2 separate regions of the Mus musculus genome follow, and region 2 is linked to region 1. The links are chromatin contacts, called in public Hi-C maps. All regions are on one chromosome and are shown on one strand. The core of a region is the stretch at or near the end of the contact, and the rest is flanking DNA. Distances in the headings are between cores, read along the strand shown. Region 1 has its middle 6.9 kb from the start of Rflnb. Region 2 holds the start of Nxn (nucleoredoxin).

What was found. A called contact is a pair of places that touch in the nucleus more often than the background predicts.
Region 2: a contact with region 1 is called in a Hi-C map of neutrophils, with 2.6 times the contacts expected there. The contact joins the promoter of Nxn here to the enhancer-like site in region 1. A contact is called at or near these places in 10 of 39 promoter capture datasets (the 3T3-L1 cell line, cranial neural crest, embryonic stem cells and 5 more), 1 of 15 datasets of contacts at CTCF or cohesin (embryonic stem cells), 6 of 484 Hi-C or Micro-C datasets (the N1E-115 cell line, embryonic stem cells, liver and 2 more), 18 of 115 datasets of contacts at active chromatin or transcription factors (the 230-238 cell line, the SCID.adh cell line, T-cell acute lymphoblastic leukemia and 11 more) and 5 of 9 other capture datasets (adipose tissue, embryonic stem cells, liver and 2 more).

Annotation. Positions count from the first base shown.
Region 1 is chr11:76,031,142-76,038,167 of GRCm38.p6, forward strand. No RefSeq gene overlaps it. Among named protein-coding and RNA genes, the nearest start is that of Rflnb, 6.9 kb to the left of the region's middle. Within about 2 kb of position 2,835, at least 37 of the 459 cell types and tissues checked have an H3K27ac peak or open chromatin away from gene starts, as enhancers often do. A contact at or near this core is called in bone marrow-derived macrophages, hematopoietic stem and progenitor cells, neutrophils and 1 more, where this site is marked.
Region 2 is chr11:76,396,982-76,404,097 of GRCm38.p6, forward strand. Nxn (nucleoredoxin) reads right to left here and starts at 2,160. Exons shown (of 8, transcript NM_008750.5): 1 at 1,720-2,160. The coding sequence starts at 2,079.

The DNA of each region.
Region 1 (7,026 bases), core at 1,585-4,084:
CGGATGCCAACCCTGAAGCTTTTGTAAGGTTTGTTTTTCTCTCTTTTCTTTTTGCACTTAGTAAACTGATGCCCAAATGGGAATTAAGTCAGACAAGGGCAAAGCAGGACCCCCCTCATGGCTGCTGCTTATTTCTGTGGACTGGCCTGTCTTCAGCAAAGCCAGCCAATGGACTAAAACCACTCTCGGCTCAGTCTTCTGGCTTTTGCCCATGTCTGTGGCACATTGGGGTCTCCAGCCTCCAGGATTCAGGGTTGTTCTCTGTTCAATAATGGGGAGGATTTGCCTCACTGTCCAGATCTCTTCTTTCCTTCATGTATTCATGCTAACGAAATGCTTTAAAAACTAGAACTCAATTCTTTCCTCTAAGTATCTGAAGATTAAAGTCCTTATTTTCAAAGGACATTGGAAGAGATCTGCCATACTTATTCAAGAAGGAAGGGTAGGTGGCACAGGCCCGCAACATCAGCACTTAGGAGATGGAGACACAGGGATCACAAATCTGAGAATTAAAGGCCTGACTGAAGAGATGGCTCAGGAGGTAAAAACACTTGCTGTTCTTCTCAAGGTCAAAGTTCAGTTTCCAGTACACATGGCAGCTCACAGCTTTCTATATTTCCAGTTCCAGAGGATCCAACAGCCTCACACAGACATACATGCAGGCAAAACATAAATGCACATTTCATATATATATCTATACATATATACATATATGAATATATATGAACTGAAGGGTATCCTTGACTACCTTGAGAGTTTGAGGCCAGCCTGGGCTACATGAGCCCTTGTTAGGTTTTGTTGTTGTTGTTGTTTTTTTTAAATTTTGTTTTAAGGGAGCAGGGCGGAATAAAAAAGATGTGCTTTAGCCAGGAACCAGACTCTGTGGTGCATACCTAGAACAGGAGACTTGAGGCTTGGCTTAGGCTATTGAGTGATATCTTGTCAAAAAAAAGTAAAAAGAAAAAAAAGAAAAGGAAAGAAAGAAAGAAAAGAAAGACATACTGTAATGGTCAGAAACCTACCACAACCATCAAGAGCGTGGGCTCTGTTGCTGAGGCTGGGAGTAGGCTAATAACCACGAGCCCTCGGGATTCACAGAGTGGCATAGAGCCAGAGGCATACCCAGTGCTTGCCTGGCAATGTTGGAGCTAAGCAAGTCTGAAGGACCAAGGGGCCCCTTTCCAACCTCTTAACTGGGAGCTGACCAGTTTGAATGAAGAGATGTGGTCTGCTCAAGCCAGAGGGCAATGTTAGCCTAGAGACCAAGTGTGGCACGTGCTCGAATGTTCCCTGAGTAGGGAGCCCCGACAAGCTTGATGAACTCTGGCCCCACCTGGTTATTCCCACCTGTCAGCTCAGAGCCGACTTTACAGAGCACAGTTAAAAAGATCCATTTCTGGCCTCTGCAAGGGACACAGGTGGAATTTTGCGAAAGGCTGAGGCACATGGGCTCCTTGAGCCTACATCAATGCATTTGTACTGCTGGCTCTATTCGGCATATTCAGATTGGACGAGGGCTTGCAAGCTGGGAAGACAGCCCTTGGTTAAGCAATGGCTGATCAAGTTCTTGGTTCCTTGGCTGACAGGCATGAAAGAAGAGCATGCTTCACTGTGCCTTAGAACAAAGAGCTGGTCTATGGGGCCAAACAGCAAAGCCTCAAAGGCTCCCAAGCTGCTTCAAGATCACAGAGGATCCAGCATGGCATGGCTGCCTGAGACAGGAGAGAGAATAGGAGCCCTTGGGGACACCCAGTTGCTCTTCTTATGACAGTTGCTTGGGGCTGGAGAGATGGCTCAGGGGTTGAGAGCATTGGCTACTGTTCCAGGGGACCTGGGTTCCTCTGGGTTCCATTCCCAGTACCCACATAGAGTATCACAACCCCCTGTAACTCCAATCCTAGCGAATCAGACACCCTCTTCTGGCCTGGCACCTCCATCCCAGCAGACCTCTCTGAATATGCTTTTCTTTATTATAAATGTTCTGTTTATTTTTATATAGCTGAGGATGACCTTAAACTGAACTCCTGATTCTCCTGCCTCCAGCAGCCAAGTACTGGGATTTTTAGGTGTGTACCACCATGCCTACCTTTATTGACTAATTTAACATTTTTTAGATTTATTTATTTTATGTATTTTTCTTGTATTTTATGCATTTTTCTTGTACCACATGCACATCTGGTGTCCTGGGGGATTAGAAGAGGGTGTCAGCTCCCTTGGAACTGGAGTTTCAAAGTCCTCCGGGACTGGTGTTTAAAACTGAAAAGCACTTTCAAGTCAGAAACAAAACAAGAGCAATCCAAATAGCACTCTAGTCCTGTTGCACCAGGAGCCAGGCTTTCATTGCTGCTACAGATTGCAAAAGTCTAAGCTCTTATCATTTGGACCTATGCTGCTGTGCCTATGAGGAGAGGTGACCAGGAAGAGGAAAAAGAACTACTTCACTTTCTTGTTTATTGCCTCACCACACGCTATGTGGAAAGGAAGAGCACTGGGCTGGCATTGTAGCTCAGTGGGTAGTTTTATCTGTCTAGCAAGAACGAAGCCCTGGATCCAACCCCCGGCACCCTGGGCATGGAAGTGTGTGCCCGTAATCCCGGCACTGGGAAGGTGGAAGCAGGAGGATTAGATGTTTAAGGTCATCCTTGGCTGCATATCAAGTTTGCGGCCAGCTGGGCTACACGTAACCCTTTCTCAGGAAAACACAGAAAGAAAGCATGGCCATTGATTTCATGGTTGATCCAACGAAGCCCCAAGCAGAAGGGTCTGGGTCTTTTATACAATGGAGCGAACTCTCTTGCAAGATGCGGCCTAGGTTGGGTCACATTTGGTCTTGTGCAATTAAAATGAAAGGGGAACTTCTGGCTCCTGGCTTTCTACAGCTATAGCTGCAATGACACCCTAATTTAGCCCACGATGCCTGCCAGAAAAAAACATCATGGCCCTGCTGAGGGAGGATGTGGAGATGTAGGTACCCACACACTCAAAGAAGAGTGCTCAGCAAAACCACCTTGCAGAAGCAAGAGAGACAGGCAAATTTTTTTTTTTTTTTTGCATGTGTGTGGAGGCCAGATATTTTCTTGGATTTCTCTGTATATACCTCAGTAGTGTCACTTTGCTCCCAGGATCCTCTTTCCTACCTACTGAGCGTTAGGACTGCAGGCAAGCCACCACCATACTCTCTGGGCTTTGGTGCAGCTGCCTGAGGATCCTAACTGCATCCCTCATGTTGGGAGGAAAGCGTTTTACCAGCTGAAGCATCTCCTCCCACCCTTTTTTTTTTTTTAAATTTTGAGACAGGCTCTCACTATATAGCTCTGGCTGGCCTGGAACTCACTATGTAGACCAGGCTAGCTTCAAACCCACATACATCTGCCTGCCTCTGAATACCAGCTACAGGATAGGCTGAGACAGGGGCACTGGGAACTTAAGGCCTGCCTGGCCTACATAGAAAGATCAAGGTTATCCTGATAAACCTCAAAATAAAAACAGGAGCCAGAGAGAGATAGGCCAGCAGATAAAGATATCTGACACTAAAGCTGGTAGCTAGAGTTTGATCTGCAGGTCCCACAAGGTGGATACAGAGAACTGGTCCCTGAGAATTGTGCCCTGACCCTCACATGTGTGCTGTGGCAGGAACACACCCACATACTCACACTCACAAAGAAAACCTGTGAATGAATAAAGTGTAATAGAATATCTTTTAAATAAATGTATAAATAAATAACAATGAAGCTCTAACTGGCCCTAGGTCCTCAGTCTTGATAAAACAGCAGCAGGCGAGAGGAGGAATAGGGGGGCTGCTGCTGTAGTCAGGTCCCAGCCGCAGGTTAGAGTAGAGCCGCAGAATCAGGCATGACTGGAGGAGAAAGAGCACAAATCATGAGCACAGACAGATGGCGGGTCCAGACAGAGGAGCAGAGCAGGGAGCAAGCTGAGTAGGTTGGGTCCTAGAAGTGCTGACGCTCTGCAACAGCCAGGAGTTCTCTGTCAATCATTACTTGATTTACACGCTAGGTGGTCACATTACAGGCCAGGGACCCCTTCACCATCAAAGTGTCAGGCATCTTCCTCTGGATGTGGTCCGGAAGAGGAATCAGCTTTTTCCCATGAGCCCTTGGGCACGGCTCTCCTAATAACGTTACTACGCTTATGCTTCTACAGCCCCAACTCACCCCAATACATTCATAGGGCGGTGCCCTTCATCCTACTGGGAAGAGATCATTACCAATCTGTGCAGGTGGGATGGTGCCAAATACCCGCTGCTGTTCACAAGTCTAGCTGCAGTCGTCCTCCACCTTCAAAACGGAGTCACTCCAGGCAGGGCACAGGCTGAAAAACCACTGTCTCACACAATAGGGAGGTAGCTTAGACCAGAGACAACCTGATCTCACCAGAGTCTCAACTAGTAACCTTTCTGCAAAATGAGGGACTTTGGACAAAGTCCCCAAAGTAATAAAGCAAGGCACACTGAACTCTGATGCTCCAGTTCAGAACTTCCCACCTGGAGGGAAGGGGGACTTACTGCTGTGGGGTAGCAAGTGTCCAGCTATGGATCCCCTTAACCTTGAGCTGCTGGGGGAGGGAAAGGCTGCCCGGAGGCAGGCATAGCTTCCTTCTTCATCTATTGACTTCCCGAGGTAACAGGATACATCTTCATGCCCATATTTCAAGTTCCCCCCAAATCTGGAAAGTGTTGACACTTAAGGCCTCAGGTATAATAGCCCCAGCACTTTAGGGATTTTCTTTCTTTCAGCCTCTTATCTTCATTCCCCTTACACAACTGTGGTGGCTTTGAGTCGGAATGGCCTCCATAAATGTAAATGCTTGGTCATTAGAGAGTGGCACTACTTGGCAGGGATTAGGAAGCATGGTCTTGTTGGAGTGGGTGTGGCCTTGTTGGAGTGGGTGTGGCTTTGTTGGAGTAAGTGTGTCACTGGGGTGGTGGGCTTTGGGATTTCAAATGCTCAAGCCAGGTCCAGTGACCTCCTGCTGCCTTTGCATCCAGATACAAAGCTCTCAGCTCCTTCTCCAGCATTATGTCTGCCTGCATTCCACCATGCTTTCTGCTATGATGATGATGGACTAAACCTCTGAAAGTATAAGCCAGCCCCAATTAAACACTTTCCTTTATAAGAGTTGCTTTGGTCATGGTGTCTCTTCACAGGAATGGGGCACTGACCCTTGTTCTTAAAACTGACTACTATGCAGAGTAGGTGCTCAGAGCTTTCCCGGGTATCTTTCTTTAGTGGAGGAGGTGGCCTCTAAGGTTTTTCTGAACAGAAACTGGGCAATAGTTCAGGTGCTATTGTTGAGTGGGCAGGGTACTTTAAAATGAATGGGACTACTTCCTGCAAGGCAATGGGCCCAGATCTCCTACACTACAAGGTCAAAAGGAACAAGAGACAGGAGCTCCCAGACCCACATGGACATAGCATGAGGGGACCCACACACAGCTTTGATTCTATTCTTTCTTCTGTTTTTCTCTGTCTCCTCCTCACAACCCCCAGAATCTTATATATCTCAGTCTAGTCTTGCTTGAACCAACTTTTTAGCTGACATTAACTGAATCTGATGCTCTGGCCTCTACTTCCCAAGAGATTACAATGTATGCCACCAGGGCCTCAAGAGATAGACAGCTCAGTGGTTAGGAGCACGTGCAGCTCTTGCAGAGAATCAGAGTTCAATTTTTAGCATCCACACTGGGTGGCACATAGCTGCCTGCAACTCCAGCTCCAGGGAATCTGATGCCCTCAGTTGCCTTCTATGGCCACCTGCACTACACTGCCCACATAGACTTACATGGATACACATAAAAACAAAACAAAACCCAACCACCGCCGCCCCCCAAAAAGACCCATGTGCTACCTTATCCAGCTCTAATGATTTGTTTATTTATTTGTTTGTTTATTTATTTATTTATTTATTTATTGTATATAAGTACACCACTGCTTTCTTCAGACACACCAGAAGAGGGCATGAGGCCACACTGCAGATGGTTGTGAACCACCATGTGGTTGCTGGGATTTGAACTCAGGACCTCTGGAAGAGCAGTCAGTGCTCTTAACCACTGAGCCATCTCTCCAGCTCCCTATCCAGTTTCTATAGTGATGGGGCTCACACTTGGGGCTTCATGCAAGCTGGGCCAGCATTCTTTCAATCAAGTTATATTCTCAGCCCTGAACTTTTCTTTGAAATTGGATTTTTTTAAGTTCCCAAAAAACCTAAACATCACAACTATACAAACACAGTATCTCAAAGGTGTTATAAGCAGGCTGATGAGGGCCCATGACTTGTTTTGTTGCTAGGGCAGCTTAAGAGAGAGTTTATCTTGCTGTTCTATTCTGTTTTGTTTTTAAGATTTATTTATTTTTTTAGGTCCATAGGTGGTTTGTCTGCATCTATGCTTGCAGACCGGGAGAGAGCATCGGATTGTGAGCTGCCACGTGGTTTGCTGGGAATTGAACTCAGGACCTCAGAAAGAGCAGATGGTCTTAACTGAGGGGCCATCTCTCTAACCCCTGGGACCTCTGCTTAATTAGAGTATCTGTGCTTGCACAGTGGCACAGTGGCATATGCTGTAACCCAGAACTCAGGCTGGGCAGGAAGCTGTGAGGCAGGAAGACTGAGAGTTTGAAGTGAACCTGAGTTCAAAAATAAAAGACCAAACAAGCAGTGTGTGTGTGTGTGTGTGTGTGTGTGTGTGTGTGTGTGTGCATATGCATGTGTGTGTATATTTGGGATGGAAATGGCTTAGTGGGGAAAGAGCTTGCAGGACCAGACAAACAACTTGAGTTTAGATGCTTGGAAGCCACATGAAAATCCAGCACAGTGGAATAGCTGCATCTGTAAATAGCCTCCCCCTCACCTACCCCCTCCCGCCCCCGCCCAGTGTCCCATCAGGGGACAGGAGGCAAAGACAAGTTCTCACAGGAAGCTTGGGGAGCCAGCTGGCCTGGTGTTGCAGCAGTGAACAGCGAGAGAGACCCTGTCACGAACAAAGGTGGGAAGTGACACAACACCCAATGC
Region 2 (7,116 bases), core at 910-3,409, 370 kb after region 1:
ATCTGAGTGGGACCAGCCAGGGCAGGATAGGGCTACAGAACATGTTCTTTCATGCAAAGGGGTTACCCAGGATAGAAGAAGCCATTGTCATATCAAACACGCTCCTATTTTGGGGGCAAAAGACATTAGACATTTCTAAAACATCTCAGTTTGCTTCCTATTTTTATTGCCCAGAAATTTTATTTCCCCTTCTGTAAAAACTACAATAGGACATAAGTCTGGAACATTCTGCCATTTGGTGTATATATTCCAAAGCTAGAAATCATTTGTATTGCCCAATAAGGATATTATTTTAAACAGATTTTAGTCTACAACAGAAAAAGGCCATGACAATGAAATATTTTTTCAATAAATGACTTCTGAACATTATTCCTTCCCAAAAGGATCATCACAACAACCACCAAAAAGAAAACAAAGGATTCCCATATTTTTAAGCAAAAAAAAAAAGTACTAGTCGTGCATATTCATACCCTAGCAGACACATAAATCATGTAGGAGCATAATAACTTGAAAAAGTAGTTAAGATGTAAAGTCTCGCGTCTGTGTGGTTAGTGGGCTGATGTTTTCCCAATATTAAATTTACCAACTGTATTTCTTAAACTATATTTCAAACTTTAAATCTCACATCTGTGCCTTACATTGCTTACACACTCAAGACATTTTGGGATCAAATTATAAGCCTATTTTGCTCTAAGTCTAAATCATGCGTCTCAACATGATTCTGTACACATAAAAGGAACACGTGGCATGTGTTACCACCCTCCCTGGAGGAACCTAAATGCCCCGAATAGCCCTTCTCCTGTGTGCCCTATAAACTAAGATGCTCCTCAGAAAACGAAAGAGCCAGAGTCATACGTTGCATTCGCCACGCGAATTAAGCAAGGGCACGTCAAAACTTTTCCTGTTAGCACTCATTGCAAAATGTCTTGAATTGGTTTTATTGAAACAGACGTCTTCACCCAACAGATACGCTCAGAAACCCGAACTTAATTTCATCAGCAAACTGATGGGCCGTTTGCTGTCATTCATCTGCACCGATGGGATCAGTTCCGCACCGAATTCGAAGTGTGCCAAGTCAGCCCACCACCAAACTATGGCACGTACAAGGATCGCGGGCTGTTCTGGGCCTGGGAAGATTGCTGGACAGCCAGACAATGAAAAGCTCCCCGGTGGCCACTAACTCAGCCCAGGGGGCGGGGCGGGGGCAAGGGAAGAAAGGGGGAGAGGAGTGAACTCCCCTCTCTCCTAAAGCCCCGATCAGCAGCCGCCTCCGGGTCCCTGGCCACAGAGGAGGGGGTCCCAGGAAGGCAAGATTTCTCTAGGAAAGAAAGGAAACTTCCTGGTGCAGGCATTATGGGAAGGGGGCTCGTGCCCTCCCCACCCCCCACACCACAGGTATCTGCGAGGAGTCAAGTGGCTAGAGGAGGAAGATAAGGGTTGTAGAGTGGGGAGGGCAGAGAGCGGCCACTCCTACGCGATTCCCATCGCGTGGACCAGAGGGGTGTCAAACTTCCCAGCGTGGGCTCAGCTGGGTACTGGCACCCAGGAGTTGCCGCGAGCGCCTCAACACGACAGGATCCTGGATGGGGCAAGAGGAGGGAGCGGGCCAAGATAGAGATGGCAGGCCTATGGACAGCCGGTGAGGGCGGCGAGCAGCTGGCTCCCAGAACGTGGACCGCGCCTGCAGGCCGGGGGCGCCGCGGGGCCCGCGCTACTCACCTTCCGGTGCTTCTCCTTGTAGGGCAGCGCCAGCCATGGCATGTCCCGCACGAAGTCCTGCCACTGCCGCTGGTCTTGGTCCGAAGACACGAAGACGATCTCCAGGCGGTGCCGGGGCTCTGGCTCCGCGGCTGCGCCGGCCCCCGCCCCGGCCCCCGGCCCGGCCGCCGCGTCCCCTCGCAGGCGACCGTAGAAGGCGGCCAGGCTGGCGCTGAGCTGCGCGCAGGGGGCGCTCAGGCTGCACCCGAAGTAGAGCCCCAGCAGCGCGATGCCGCGGGCGCCCAGCGAATGCACGTCCACCTCCTCGCCACCGCCCGTCACCAGCTTGTCTCCCAGCAGCTCCTCCAGGAAGCCCGACATCCTGGCCCACCGCAGCCCCGGCACGCGGGCGGGCGGGTGGGCTCGCAACAGCTACCGGCTCGCTGGTCCGCGCGGCGGGCGGAGGCAGCGGCGGCAGCGGAGGCTGAGAGGGGAGCCCCGCCCACCGGGCCGCCCAGCCACTCCCCTCCATAGCCACGCCCCCTCCGTGGCTGGCCCGCGCTGCGCAGGCAGGTCCCTAGCAGCTGGCGTCTTGGCGCGAGCCTCCGGTACGTGGCTAAAGTAAGAAACCTGACCCGAGTTCTACACCAGGACTAGATTGCCTGGACTTAAGGCAGGAGAACGATCCTCCCGGAACTGGCGCTTTCCGAGGCTGCAAAAGGAGCTAAACCGCATCCCTACCCCTTAATTCCTCTCACCTTTCACTTCTAAACCCTCTCCACACTGAAGTTCTGCACCGGTTCTTGCTCTTTTTCCAGCCTCTCCTTCTCCCTTCCCAATACTAACCCTTAAGACATTTTGAACCCCAAAGACCTCATATAAAACTTGTAGGGTTTTAACATCATCACCACCCAATGTCACTATATCAGGCCAGGTCTTGTTCATCAGTCATGTGTGTGTTTTGTGCTTGTTACTATAAGTAGACTGGCGGGCGCCACCTCTCTGTTTCTGATGCCAAGCACAAGAGAGAGAATTCATAAATACTTGTGGGCTGATTACAAGTCACAGTGTGGGATTTCAGTCCACAGGTCGCTGGAACCATTCCCCGATGGGAAATGGCTCTCTTCCATTTCCGTAAATGTATGCAACAGATGGCGCAGCGTTTCCAAATCAGTATTGGCTGCTCTCCTGACTTCATAGCTTATCTCAGGTCTGCTAGTAGTTGAGAGAGAAAAAAAATTTTAACCCCATCTTGAAAGATGCTTTCCAATGCCTAGGAAAGAACCCTGATTAAACAAATGATCTGTGGCAAGTTTCCTAGGCACGAACACAGGACAAAATGTACACTATTACACATACACATGCATACACACATTTTTAAAAAAGAGGACCATTCATGTGTATCAGCTCAGCTACTAACAACAGTGACATTTTAAGAGGAAAACCCAACCACTGGCTATCCTTCATGGCTTTCGAGGTTATTTCTTTCGTATCTGCCGCCATCTAATGGAAGAATGAAAGAGAGAACTCTACCAACACATAAGATGCAAAAGATTAAAGTGAAAGCAGCAGAATGCTTTAATTACACAGGCTTCCTCTACTGTAACACACACACACACACAAACACACACACACAGAGAGCACAAAGTGTATGACACAAGACCATTTAAATTTCAGAATATAACCTCATACTTCTAGTAGAAATGCCCCAAAGTCCTCAGTGTGTTTAAGGTAGAGAGAAAAATTGTTTAAGTTTTCAGGCCTGTAAAATATCATCACATGAACCAATGAAAGTGTTAAAGACAATCTTCACACACTGGTGCCACAAATGGTGGCTCACGCCTTTAATCCCAGCACCCAGGAAGCACATCTTTGTGAGTTTGAGGGCAACCTGGTCTACAACAGCCAGGCTTACACAATGACACCCTGCTTCAAAACACTAAATAAATTGTCTTATTCGTGTGTGTGTGTGTGTGTGTGTGTGTGTGTGTGTGTGTGTATTCATCTGGTATTACAGGGCATTGTGAGACACCCCATACAAATGTAGAGGTCCAAACATGAATTCTCTAGAGCTCTTAACCAAGCTGAGCCATCTCTCCAGCAACCCTAGCATCCTGTTTCTAAAGCCTTAAATTTATGGATATGATGGTGCGTTCCTGTAATCCCAACTGTTAGGAGGGTGAAAGCAAGAGGATCCTAAGTTCCAGGCCAGCCTGTAGGCAGAGGGAGGCTCTGCTTCAAAATAAACTCTTAAAGTGAATTAAAATGTTTCATCTTGGGGCTGGAGAGATGGCTCAGTGGGTAAGAGCACCCGACTGCTCTTCAGAAGGTCCTGAGTTCAAATCCCAGCGACCACATGGTGGCTCATAACCATCTGTAATGAGATCTGACTCCCTCTTCTGGTGCATCTGAAGACAGCTACAGTGTGCTTACATATAATAAATAAATAAATATTAAAAAAAAAGTTTAAAAAATTTCATCTTCCCATCGGAGTCACATTTGAAGTATTCCTGAGTGGGTATGTGATTTCACATGTCTGAAAGCGTGTCAGACAGATAGATATCTGCAGTCAGACATCGTCAAATTCTAAACATATGTGAAAGGAGGCCAGGCATGATGGCCAGATATGCCTTTAGTCAAGGCAGAGTCAAGGCAGATCTCTGTGAGTTCGAGGCCAGCTTGGTCTATATAGCAAATTCCAGGCCAGAGCTATGTAATAAGACCCTGGCTCAGTTCACAAAAATGTGCTTCAACCCAAAGAACAGAGGACCAGGAGCAGAAATAGGCGAGGAAAGGCTCCGGGGGATCGGGAAGTGGGGAAGTCATTACTGAGTTGGTAAACTGGGCGCAAGAGCGGCGTGCAGAGGTCACGTGCTCAGCAGCATCCTTTCATTACTTTACAGGAAAGCAGTTTCCACTGGAGTGTGTCCAAGCCGGCATCTGGCACCTGGGAAAGTGAGAGTCCGAACACACTGCACGTGAAATATAAATACAATTTGGAGAATTGTTGGTGCAGCATGCCTTGGGGAGAAGCCAAAGCCTGCAGCTGCCTTTCAAAGGGGTGTGGCAGGAGGGGGGGGGTTTGCAATGGAAATGATTCCAAACTCATAATTCCAGCGGGTGTTTGATGCTAGAAGCCCAACAAGACTCATTTGGCTTCTTGTAAAGAATTAGTCAACGTCCTCTGGCCTGAAAGAGGTAAGAGACCCACTTAAAGAAACTGTTCCATCCAGGATTTAATTATGTTACATGTCTTAAATTTTGTATTAAAGAAGCACAGCATGCCTAATTTTGTAAGAAATGTGTACTACTTTCTTTTGAAAAATTACAGTTAGAGTCCCATGGTATCATTCAAAATACACACAGAACAAATATATGTTTGCCATCTTTAAGATTCATCAAGCTACCAAGGGTAGCTCAGTGGTAAAGTAACTGCATAGCACCACGCTAAAGGCCCTAAGTTCAATTGCCTAGTACTATAAAGAAAAATTCATAAATCAGGGCTGGCAAGATGGCTCAGCAGGGAAAGGTTCTTGCCATGTGTCTTAGACTTTCTATAAAACACCATAACCAAAAGCAATTTGGAAAGGAATGGGTTTATTCTCTCCACACTTCCACACATCAAAGGCAGTAAAAACAAACAAACAAACAAACAAACAAACAAAAAAACAACTCAAACAGAACAGGAGCTGCTGCAGAGGCCATGGAGGGGGCTGTCTCCTGGCTTGCTCCTCAGCCCCCTTTTTTAAATTTACTTATTTATTTTATGTATATAAGTATTTTCAGAGGGCATTGGATCCTTTTATAGATGGTTGTGAGCCACCATGTAGTTGCCGGGAATTGGACTCAGGACTTCTGGAAGAGCAGTCAGTGCTCTTAACCATTGAGCCATCTCTCCAGCCCCCAGCCTTAGAGAACCTAAGACCACCAGTCTAGGGATGGCATCCCCCACAACAGGGAAGTTCTTCCCACATCAATCACTAATTAAGAAACTGCACTACCGATTTGCCAACGGACCAGGTTTTTTGTTTTTTTGATCTATCTTCTTTGGTTCATTCTTTGGTTCTTTGGTTCTTTCTTTCTTTCCCTCTCAAAACAGGGTTTTTCTGTGTAGACCTCACTGTCCTGAATCACGCTGTAGGCCAAGATGGTCTCGAATTCAGAGATCTGTCTGTCTCTCTGCCTTCCAAGTGCTGGGACCAAAGTCACCAGCACCGACCAGCACCTACAGATCAGTTTTATGGAGGTATTTTCTGTAAAGAATGCCTCTTCCCACGTGCTCTAACATAAATCAAGCTGATGTAAAACTAGCCAGTCCACCATGTGACCCTAGAGAGACACTTGTGTTTGGTCCCTGGAACCTCTGTAAGACTGGAAGGAGAGACTTGATACCACAAAGTTGTCTTCTGACCTCCACATGCATGCTGTACTCACACACATCATACACACACACACACACACACACACACACACACACACACACACACACACTGTTTAAATTAAAGATCTGGGTCTGGGGAGGTGACTAAGCAGAAGCACTTGCTGCTCTTCTAGAGGTCCCAAGTGCTATTCCCAGCATCCACATGATGGCTCACAACTGTCTGTAACTCCATTTCCAAGGGATGGGATGCCCTGCTCTGACCTCCTCAGATACCAGGCACACACATGATACACAGATATGCATACAGGCAAAATACACATAATGTAATTTTTGAAAACCAAAGATCCATATATCAGCATGGTGGTACACACCTATAATCCCAGCATTTAAGAAGGTCCTCCGATGCAGAATCATCCTGAGTTCAGGGCCAGTAACATCTTGCTTGAAAAAAAAATTTCAAGACAAAGAGTTTCTCTGTGTGGGCCTGGCTGTCCCAGAACTCAATTTATAGACCATGTTGGCATTGAACTCACATAGATCCACCTGCCTCTGCCTTCCAAGGGCTGGGACTAAACACAGGCACCACCACACCCAGTTCAAAAGTTTTAAATGATTCACATATCACAGTTCTTAGCTTTTTGGTATGCTAACACATGTGCACACTGATGTGTGTGTGTGTGGGGGTTGTGCATGGCTAATTGGAAAGACTATGGAAAGTTTAATTGACCAATCTAGTCAATGGTGTGAATGCCTCAGACTTCAAGTCTGAAGGTCGACACCCAGGTCCAAAATATTAAAGAGTAACTTCCCTTCCTCTGCCTTTTTGCCCCATTCAGGCTTCCACGGGAATGAATGAGACACACCCACAGCGGGGAGGCTACTGGCTTTAATCAGTCCACCGATCCAACTCATATATTAATCTGATGCAGGAGACTCTTCACAGCAATACCCAGAATCAAGCTGAACCAATGAGTGGAGAACTCCAAGAACGACACAAATGACTCATAAAGTCAACCGTCACTTGTCTGCCCTTGGTC